Regions from separate parts of the Gossypium hirsutum genome. Here region 2 is linked to region 1. The links are chromatin contacts, called in public Hi-C maps. All regions are on one chromosome and are shown on one strand. Each heading gives the region's core, a stretch centred on a gene start, on an enhancer-like site or on the middle of the called end of the contact. The rest is flanking DNA. Distances are from core to core; before and after follow the strand shown.

Region 1 (5,864 bases), core at 1,099-3,598:
TTTACTAGCCTGATTTTGGCTTACAGGTGCATACTTTGGCTTTGAGGGTCGTATAAGTGTTTAATAAAGAGAAAACCATTTTATGTGTTAAATGCTGAAAATTTAGGTGTTAAATGCTGTAATTTATGGTGTCTGAAAGTTGTGATTTATGATATTCGAATGATGTATTTTAAGTTGTTCGAATGTGTTAAAGAGTTGATTTAATATAATGCTTAATGGTTGTTTAATGTTGTTCAAAGCATGATGAAATAAACATGTTAGGCGTGGTTTAATACATGCCTTGCTGACCTCTAAGGTTGTCCAAAACAAGACAAAATTTAGTTGTCTTTAAGATGTTCGAATGTGGTGGTTCAAATGGTTCTTCAAATTTTCCAAATGTGTCTTTAAGGTGCTCGAAAATGTCATATTAATGTTGTCCATATATGATTTTGAATGTTGGAAATTTGCAGCATTTAATTTCCTGCTTGAAGTTGATTAAACCATGCTGTAAATGCAAACATTTATATGCTGTTCACATGCTAAATTAACCATTAGTGAGCTTAAAATTGATCTATTCGAATGTGTTAAATTCATTGTTCAATGTGATGTTATTTAGCTAATGTATTGAGTATATTAAGTTGTGCAATTTGATGTTATATGTGGCGTTAATATTGACTTGTTAATTGCATATATTATTATTAATTTGATGTTATATGTGTCATTCATTAACTTTTTTTTTCTTTTTTCTCAGGTTTGAGTTTTTGTTGGATGCATGGTCCAGGATTAGCTGAATTCATGCATAGTGACGACTTGTTTAAGCTAATTGCTTTTCTTAAAGAGTGCATTCTATCATTATTTTGTTCTATTTGTATTTTGTTAGATTTCTGGTGTAGTATGATAAGTACGGTATTTTGTTTGAATGTTATTGATAAACTTTTTGTTAGTCGGGATATGTATTTATATCATAGATTATTCTTCTTCTCAATATTTTGATAATGAATTTTAATTTTTTTTATATTTTTCATGACTTTTACAATATTTTATAATATTTTATTTTTTTTAATTTTTATGACATTTAGTTGCGTTTGTGGAAAAAGCGCCGCTAAAGGTCTTGGCTTTTAGCAGCGTTTGTGGGAAAAGTGCCGCTAAAGGTCGCGACTTTTAGCTGCGTTTGTAAGAAAAGCGCCGCTAAAGGCCATGACCTTTAGCGGCGTTTTTTAAAATAAATGCCGCAAACTTTTGTGGCGTCATCTATAGCGGCGTTTTTTGTGGCACTTGTAAAAGCGCCGCTAAAGGCCTAAAAAAACGCCGCTAAAAGTTAATTTTGCTGTAGTGGATGGAAATGATTGTAGCAACCAAGCATGGGTAAGAAGGATTAGAGTTGTTTGAAATGGTGAATGGTGAATTTTCGTTGAACATGGATCCAGGACTTCATAAATTTGCAGAACCTTCATCTGAGTTGAGATGGATTATATTAGGCATCATTCATGCAAGTATGAAAAGGGTCATATAAAAGTGACACAATATTACTTGTTTCAAACCCGTCATAAGTGGGACTAATTTATTAAAAAGCCTAAGGATAAACTTAGTTTTCCTTCTTATCCATTTGATTCTTATTTTTTAATTAAATTTGGTTATTAATCTTTAAAAAAGATTTATTTTTTAAATAAAAAATTGATTTAAAACATTAAATTTTTAACATAGTTAGCGTAGCAACTTGTGTGATAATCTATATACACTTCGTGCTAAAATGACATTATATATCACACCAACATATAATTTTAAAAATTATAAAAATAAAAATATATTAAACTTCAAAATAGAAATATAATAATGATGTACATGTGAATTATCATGCAACATGTCATATTTAAATATTTAATATCTTAGACAGCATTTTCATTAAAAAATATAATTTCAACTTTTTTTCAAAAATTGATGGTAAATTTTAATTTATTTATTTTTTAATTTGATGACCAAATTTTTAAAAAGAAAATGAGTAAATTGGCAAAAGAAATTTAAACCCATTTGTGCTTCGCCAGTTCTAAAGACAGGGCCATGGGTTATGGCATGCTTTTTAAGTTCTTAAAACGGCCCAAATTTGTAATTTTTTTTTTTTGGGTCTGAAATTCCACATATACAAATGTAATTAATTTAGTTTGTAGATAAGATGAGGCAAAGGGCAGATGGTACCCAGCGCATATTCGTTTTAATGTTCTTTTAAACTCACATGGAGAAGTCGACATTGACAACATTGCCCCTTTATTCCTACCAGATTCATGCCCTCAAAACATGGTTATATTGGTCAAACCAGAAAAAAATGGAACAACACCCAAAAATTAGCTTCAAATATGGTCAATGAAGAGCTGCAGGCATTTTGTAGCTCAAAATCTTTGTTATTCAGAAAGAGTATCCATGTACAAGCTGCTATATATATATTGCCCTGCATTGCTTTTTTCTCTCTTTACAACCTTCAAATGAGGTAATCTCTATACTCTTTGCATTTCCTTCTACTTTGTTTAGTATTGTAGGACTACCTATTAGTTTTTTTCCCTGCAATGTCATTTCTTGCAGTATTTTTGTGTTGTTGTAGAATTATAATAAAATATATCATAATCTGATTTGAAGTTTGATCTGTCCTAATGATTCAAAATTTGACTCGAAAAAATCTTCCTTGCATAAATTTTTAGAGACTTTTTGAGGAGGATATGCTCTTTAGACACTCTTATTTTTATCATCTTCTTTATCAGCTACCCTTTTTTTTTCTCCAAATCAATTAAAATTTGTTTCAACAAATAAATTTTAAGTGATAAGTTAATTGGTTGGATGATCATCTTTCTTAAAAATTGTTTGAGTTTGAATCATAGGAGTGTCGTTCGCTATAATGTGTGCGTGTGAGTCTAATGATTAAGGGCAAAAGTTGGAATATTTTTTGAGGTGGTTATTTATGAGTACTAAAATATAATTTCACAATTTCAATAGTATATATTTCTTATAAATTCTAAAAAATTAAATTAATAATTTATTAATTTGGGAGAGTGATACTCAATATAAAATTTTATATAATAAAAAAAATCAGATTTTAAGAAAATAGGGTTAGTAGCCCTCGAAGCCGCCCCTAAAAATGATTCGCTCCTATTAAAGGTTTGTGAGTCCTAAAGTGATAGGAGACCACATTTCAGTTGGACAGCATGATACTAAGGCTTAGTTTGGATGAGCAATTGGGTGCGGTGCAGTACGTTTAGCTTACTTTTTATCTCACGCTACAGTATCACTACAGTATCTAATTTCACCGCCACTACTGTTTTTACACTAACCGCAAATAAACGCATTGCTCATCCAAACTCACCCTAAATCCAAATCATTTTTCATTTATATCACTACCCGATACCCATACCCCAAACTTAATTTCAACTATAGTACAAAACTTAAGGAGCCTAATTCAAAATTTATTTTTTAGAATTAATTATTTTATTCAAATTTTTCAAATTAAGAAAAAAAAACCCTAATCGTCCCCTTCAAACTACAGGTTAAAAAGAAATGGAAATGGATAAAATCAATAAAAAAAAGTATATATAATTTTATTTTAATTTATATATTTCAATTGGTTTGGAAATATTGATTGATTTATATATTATTCATCGAATTGCAGTTTGTCTGAATGTTGTTGTCACATATGTAGGGTGATCAATATCACGTGAAGAAAGAGGATCTAAATCAGGTTTTTGGATCTTATTTTTTGACTTTTTTTTTTATCCTTACATCTTCATTTCCCCATTTCACACTTTCTTGTGTTAACTTTGATTTCCAACATGCGAGATATGGAAAATTTAGTTTAAAACATCATAATTATTTTATTCAAATGTTTATTCAATTTAAAAGATTTAATGTTTTTACTTATTTAAACCTGTCAATCCCAAATGATAAAATATTCTCTTGATTAATCTAAGCATTCTCCCTTTGAGCTCTACATAAAGTAAGGAGATAAAAACCCGACACAAAACCGAGTATATACATTTCGGGCATAATACCTCCACTATTTGAGGGTTTAATCAACTAATAAAAAAATAATATTTTCAAAACTTCTCTAAATAAGAGACTCGACCCCTCAACATTTCTCATACACCATCACCCAATTAGTCCTAAAAATAATTTATATTTTACTCTCTCCTTTTTTGTTTTGTTTTTGTAGTTACCACTCTTTAAATATATATATAATAAAAAAATAAAAGCTATGATATGTTGTATTAAAATATGTCATGAATCTACTTATGTTTCGTAAATTCAGAATTTAAATTTTTTACTTTTATTTTAGAAATGTATTCTCTATTTTCATATTTCAAAATCTAAGTTTAACTATTAACACTGTTAAAGTTATTTTGTTGAATTAAGGTTCATTACGACGTTATTTTTTAATTACATTATTATCGAGTGAAATTTTTTTATTTCAAATATCATACTTACAAATTTAACAATGTTAATAACTAAACTTGAATTTTAAAATTTGAAAAAATAAAAAAACAAAATTAATGGAAATAAAAATATAGGGACTAACATTCAAATTTGTGAAGAATACATGGACTTATATTACATTTTAACCTATTAATTATTACAATTGATGGTAGCCCCCAAACTAATGGTCTAACAAACATGTTTAATTCCCATCAGAAACATCTAGACTTTGATATTTAAAAAAATAAAAAAATAAAAAATTTAAATTTTGTAAATAGGTTAAAAATTGCCAAATATTATAGTTTATTTAATACAAATCACCTGCTCACTCCACGTGTGCAAATACTATTAGTCGGTTTATATCAAACACGAACGTCTTCATCAAGAAAATCAAACGGTCGTCAATCTCCAACATATGAAACGGTTCAGATTTAAAACACCTTCAGTTAACGGTCTAGATTAAATCTAACGTGTACACACTCACGCCCTCTATAGCCACAAAACCCGATACTAAGAGCTTCAAAGAAAACAAGTCAAACAACACTCAAATCTTACATTTCTCTGTTTTTTTTTCTTTCAATATTCAAAAACGTTTCAAAGCGAGTAGTTGGTTTTTTTTTTCTTTTAAGAATTTGTGTGGAAAAAAAAAGAAAAAAAAATGGCTGAGCACGAAGAGAAGAAGCACGAGGAATCTTTGATGGAAAAGATAGCGGAGAAGATCCATGGTCATGATTCATCGTCATCGTCGTCGGATTCCGATGACGACAAGCAATCGGAATCTTCGATCAAGGACAAGGTGTTTCGTCTCTTTGGAAGAGAAAAGCCCGTCCACCATGTTTTCGGTGGAGGCAAACGTATGTTATAAGGACCCTCCTTTTTCTTCAATTCTTAAATTAAGGTCTTTTACAAGTCTGGGTTTTTAAATTTTCTGATTTTCATTTAGAATCAGATGTTATTTTTATTTTGTGTCATGAGAGAGTAATTAGATCTGACTTAGTGATTTGCATCTAGCTTTTAATTTTGATTAATTAGTGATATTTGAGCTTAATTATGTTTTTTGATCAGTGAATCTGTAGATCTTTAAGTGAATTTATGGATTAATTTTGGTAAAGTTCATTTTTTTTCTTTGTGAGTGCGCACAAATCCTAGGATTATCTTATTTTATTATAAATTTCAATACTTGGTATTATTGATTATCAATAGCCCCCTGCGATGATAAAATTATGTGATGAAATTGGTGTATGTGTGTGATAGCGGCCGACATTTTACTGTGGAGGAACAAAAAGATCTCAGCAGGAGCGCTTGGTGTTGCAACTGTGATATGGGTTTTGTTTGAATTGCTTGAATATCACCTGCTCACTCTAGTGTGTCACTTGTTGATACTTGCTCTTGCATTGCTCTTCTTGTGGTCAAATGCTACTCAGTTCATCAAC
Region 2 (5,957 bases), core at 2,608-5,107, 810 kb before region 1:
TGTTGGTTTGCGAAGATTGTTACTACACCGAAAGAGTATGGATTTCTTCAATCATATTCCGATTATTCTCTCTTTACATACAATAAGGGATCTGTACACATTAATGTGCTAGTTTATGTTGATGATTTGCTTACTTCTGGGAATGGTTCCGCTGCTTTGAAAACTTTCAAAGGTTATCTCAATTCTTGCCTCCATATAAAGAATCTTGGTGTTTTGAAATATTTTTTGGGGATAGAGGTAGCTCGTAGCTATTTGGGGTTATTTCTTTGTCAAAGAAAATATACACTTGATATTATTTTAGAAGTGAGTCTTTTGGGAGCAAAGCTTTCAAGATTACCAATATAGCAAAATCATAGTTTAGTGCATGCTATAGGGACAGTTTTGTCTGATCCTGAGTCGTATAGACGGTTAATGGGTTATTTGATTTATTTGGAAGTGATCAAACCAGATTTGGCATACTCGATTCATGTCTTTTCCTAGTTTATGTATGAGCCGAGACAGGAACATTGGGATGCGGCTCTGCGTGTTGTCTAGTACTTGAAAGGCTCTCTTGGCCAAGGGATTCTTTTGAGATCTGATAGTGATTTTTCCTTGTAAGAGTGGTGTGATTTGAATTGGGCTGCTTGTTCGTTAACTCGACATTTCCTTTCTGCTTGGCTTGTTTTTTCTGGGACAATCTCCTATTTCCTAGAAAACTAAGAAATAACATATTGTTTCCTGTTCTTCTATTGAGGTTGAGTATAGGTCTATGACTTCCATCACTTGTGAGCTCAAGTGGCTGAAGGCTTTGCTATTGAGCTTAGGTGTTCATTATCCTAAAGCAATCAATTTATTTTGTGATAGTCAATTTGTGTTGCATATTGCACAGAATCCCGTATGTCACGAGCATGCTAAACATATTGAAATGGATTTTCACTTTATTAAGGAGGCAATCCAAGTAGGTTGATTACACCTTCTTATGTTCCGACCTTCGTTCAGTTAATTGACATTTTTATAAAGGCGCTTGGTAAACCACAATTTGAATATCTTTACTCCTCCAACTTGAAGGGGGTGTTAGGATATTATTATGGGATATTTTTTTTAGCAATTTGATTCCTAGTGGGATGTTATAAGATATTATTATGAATTATCTCTTAGCAATTTAATTCCTAATGGGATATTATAAGATATTATTATGGAATATTATATTTTAACAATTTGATTCCTACATAACTGCTGTTGTATAGATATATATATACCATTAACGTCTATCAATAAAATTTAAGAGATTACCCTATTCTTGTCAGTCATATATATGCACTGAGAATAGTATGGTAAAAATATTATGGAGTCTACTGTACTAGGAATCAAATTGCATTTTACCTCTTTTATTAAAAAAAATGGAAAAATTATTTATTTATATGAGATAAAAAAGTAAATTGGTCATTTAGTCTCTATATGTTAGAATGAGGTAATTATCTGATTAGTTTGTCAGTCACACTAATTTTTAATAGTAGAATATTTTTAATAAAAATGACCAATTTACATTTTGATCTAAAGTACATTGATTTATTTACTCATGTTTAGATAAAGAGTAAAAAATACAATTTAACTTTTAATAAAAAAATTTATAATTCTTTTATTATTTTTACATGTGATCCACGTATTTGAAATTCTGAAGTGGAATAAACTAATGCTTAATTTTGACTCAAATTTGAGATTTTAATTTGATGAATTTAAATTTTAAATCAATTGCCTAGATATAAATTCACGTCACTCAAATTGCTGAATGGACGGACAAGGAATAGTAAGGAAGTAGAAATGTGTGAAGAAATTTGACACAGTTTCAAACCAACTTTTATTTTAAGTAAGGAACTTTGACCCTGCAAATTGCTGAAGAAATTATCTAGCCTTGTTGGTTCAACGGTCTCCACAAGTTTTCTTTTTGCAAACGGCAGTAATCAATCACATGTTACCCTTTCTCAAACATGGAATACAATGAAAGAGTCAAAATATGCCAAAGTTGGATATTTAATGCGCAAAAGTTAATGGTAAATTGTAGGTTAAAATATGCATATAGTTTTCTATTTTCTCTAAATTAGAAATTTACTTTTTTTAAATTTTAAAATCTAAGTCTAATCGTTAATATTGTTATTCTTCTTTTTGTTAAATTTAAGTTAATTATACCACTTTTTTAATTAATGGCTATCAAATAAAATTTTTTTATTTCAATAAATTTAACAGAAAGAAATTAATTGTGTTAAGAGTTAATTTTGAATTTTAAATTTTGAAAAGGGAAGGAACTAAATTTTTAAAAATATAATTATTAGAATTAAATTTCTTTTTAAAAAGTACAGTGACTGGCACATTTTAACCTAAATTATATAGCTGTTTGTCTAACCCAACTTTCATGAGTTTTATTTTGGGCATTAAAAAAATTTGCATTACGGACATTGTCATTAACAAATGTTTCATTTTGATCAACCATCCTTAATTTGAGGTTAACACCTAATTTTGATAATATTTTATTTTAACCACTCATTTACATGGATTTAAATTACAAGAAAAAATTAGATTTTATCTTTATAAAAATCAAAGTTTTTCTTCTAAATAATTTTAAAAAAAAATGAACAAAATAAAAATTTACTAAGGTTTGGTAACTAAAAAGAGTGTCCAATAACATTGCATAATCCCAAATTAACGGTTAATCAAAATGAAAGCATTTATTTAACTGTAATGCTCATATTACATACTTTTTTTGGATGACCAATTATGTAATTTATCCTAAAATTAAATTTTATTTTTTATTTTTCTATCCGAATTTACTTATTATCACCTACCCTTATTGAATTCATAATATCTGTTCCTAGATTTCTTTTTCCTGGAAAAATCAGCAAGGAATTGAAAATGAACTCTGCAATCAGATTCAGAACACTTGAATCGTAAACGGTTTTCAATCAAAATGTTAATTCATTTCTTTCTATCAACTCCCTAATTTATGTATATTTACAAGGTAATTGATGCTGCAATCCTTAGGGAAAAAAAATGGCAGCTTTCAATTAAATTCTAAGAGAACATTTGATCCAACAAAAGAACCAGAGCCATTGCAAATCCAGGATCAAATCCTGCTTTTATAATCAACAGAAAAACATCTAATCCAAAACAAATACCTCCACTTGTTGCATCTTTTCTCTTGATCTCCGCCACCACTCTTTTTTTCACATTAACCACTTTGCACGATCTATGCGAATACGATCCTTCGATCGTATACGCATAACGTTTATCCGACGGCGGACGGTATACATATGCTAACACATTAGATTTGTTGGTGTGCAAAATGTTAATGCACTTCTTCACATAGAAAATTGGCTTCTCTGATGTACAATGATCACCTACTTCCCCTCCATAGATAACCCATGTATCGACTAATCTTAGATTCTGCCATTAAAAATCAGAAATTTTAAGCTCGATTTTTTATATTACTAGATGATTCAAAGGTGAAGTCTTGAGAAAAATGTAATAGTTTTTACCTTACAACGTCTCATTGTGAGAATGGAGTTCCCTTTACCGTCCATAAGAACGAGTTCCTTGGGGCGTCCTCCCATGTAGTTATCAACTCGATAAACTAGATTTCCATTAGAGTCAATCACCGTGAATCCGTTACAGCTAATCAACAATGATTTTCTCCACACCGTTAGCGATGTGCAAAGATCATCGTCATTGCTGCCGCCGTCGGTTTTGGATAACTCGGGCTGTTCTTGTGGTTCTTCATCATCATGGACTGATCTTGATAAGGATTTCAAGAAAAAGAACATGTTTCTCATATGTTTCTGTATGTAAAAAACTTGTTTTTTTTTTTTTAGCTTTTAGAAGACTTGTAAGAAAAAGATATTTATAGGCTTTTAGCTTATAGTGTTAAGAAACATATGGTAGTTAAGCAATGTAGTTTTTTTTTTCTTCTCAAAAATTGTGAAATGACGACTTTTTACCTAATTGTCATGACTCATAGCCTCTTTTTCCTAAAAGTAACTTTCTTTTACTAATGTTGATCCAGGGATTAAAAAAAATTGATATTGCTTAAATTAAATTTAGGGTTTGAATCCAAAATCACATCTATTCTTAATTAGGTTGCATAATATTTGTATTGAAAATATGAAATTATCTTTTAATTAATTTAACTAGTTTCAATATTAAAAAGTAAGAGAAATTTATCTTTAGAGAAAAATAATTTATTATGTGATTAATTTAACAAATTTTACGTTACCAACACAATTTTTTAATTTTTTATATGACTTAATCAAATAAATTTAAAAAGATTCTATCGGATTCACTATAATAAAATCTCACTTAAGAGATTACCCAAAAACAATTAAATTTTTTTTATCAATTTAGGAATTTGACTCGATTCAATTTCATATAATGTGACTATCAAACACCTAATTACAAAAAAATATTGAATATTGTTAATGTTGGGAAACGGGATACGTGTGTAAAATTTCAGCAACGATAGTATCCAAGATTCCAAATTGAAGTATTTGTTAGGTTCCTAATTCATTGATTTCAATGAACATAAGGCGACGAAATATTATGAACTGTAAAAAATCTGCGAGGAATTCAAGATAAATTTATACTGTAGTTTTTGCCGTCAGAATGTCCCATGTGTTTTAGCTGTCATCAAACCAATGAAACAAAAACAGACGAAGGGTGAGACCGTAGACCCCATTGGCTTGTCCAAGTACTAGATTTGATGATCTGTATAAATTTTTTTTGTATTATATATAGTTGTGTTATTTATTGTATATATATTCGTAAAGAATTTGTCCCATTTATGTGCAAATGGATCGGTCTAAGCACTATTATGCCTGAACGTCTAGGGTTTTTTCATCACTTTGGTCGTCTTTGGTAGGCCACCTTGGTGAAGACGTTGCTCCCAAAGGCCAAGGATGTCGGTCACTTGGTATAACAATGAATTAGCATCCGGACTTTTGCCTTAGCAGCACTAGATGGTTAGCATAAAATTACATGCTTAACTTTATTTATGATATGTGAGTTGAAAGTAAATTACGTTTATCATATGCTTTAAGTTAATCGTAAATGTACAAAAAATATATTTTATATATATATATATATGATCTAATTATTAATAAATCTAAATTGATAACAATATTAATTTTCATCATTAAAATAATGAATTACATTTTATTTTTACTATTAATTGCTCTCGTAATTCGGGTTACAAATTTAGTCAATCATATTCAATCATTTCTCTTTTTGAAAGACAGATAATAATAAATTTACATATTAATTAAGTATTAGTTGAATGCTTAAGACTATTTTAAAGAAAATTCTACGTGACTTTAACAGCATCAATTAATGATATTATCAATTTAATCTAAAATTACAATGATATAAATGGTCTAAAACCACAATTAAACATATATGTGTGTGATTAGGTCATTAAATCAATCTGATTCAAGATTTTCAAAAACAAGTCAACTTTTCACATTGGTTTTATGGGTTGAATTCTGCTATTACTACATATATTATATACAAGTTATGGATTTAGTCATTATACTAAAATTTAATTTTTCTTTGTTTTTATTTTTTTTAAAATTTAAATATTAACTAAACAATAGTTGTTAAATTCACTAAGTTCTACTATTTTTAAAATTTGATGTGGCAAAGATATTATCACACATGTAATGCTATGTTAGCTTACTATTTCCACATATTATACTAAAAAAGTCAATTAATGAATTTAATGGTTATCTTTAATGTCAAGATTAGAATTTTAAAATTCGAAAAATATAAAAATTAAAAAATTTAATTGGAGAGCATGAACTTTTTGCATGGTGCAAATATATTAACAAGATTTAATCAAATGAACTTTTAATTACGACTGAAATGTCGAAATTTTAAAAATAAAACAGTTAAATTATCACATTAAAAAAATCTAAAAATTAAATTCTTGGTGTTAA

The links. Hi-C and Micro-C count contacts between places; a contact is called where the count stands out from the background.
Region 2: a contact with region 1 is called in a Hi-C map of leaf, with 4 times the contacts expected there. The contact joins the promoter of LOC107953132 here to the promoter of LOC107951963 in region 1. A contact is called at or near these places in 6 of 34 Hi-C or Micro-C datasets (hypocotyl, leaf and petal).

Annotation. Positions count from the first base shown.
Region 1 is chrA02:49,108,761-49,114,624 of Gossypium_hirsutum_v2.1, reverse strand. LOC107951963 (reticulon-like protein B3) reads left to right here and starts at 2,348. Exons shown (of 7, transcript XM_016887159.2): 1 at 2,348-2,461; 2 at 3,662-3,700; 3 at 5,061-5,285; 4 at 5,686-5,864. The coding sequence starts at 5,090. LOC107951961 (DUF21 domain-containing protein At2g14520) reads left to right here. Exons shown (of 6, transcript XM_016887157.2): 6 at 731-994.
Region 2 is chrA02:49,923,359-49,929,315 of Gossypium_hirsutum_v2.1, reverse strand. LOC107953132 (protein LURP-one-related 17) reads right to left here and starts at 3,857. Exons shown (of 2, transcript XM_016888364.2): 1 at 3,510-3,857; 2 at 2,930-3,417. The coding sequence starts at 3,803. The coding sequence ends at 3,046.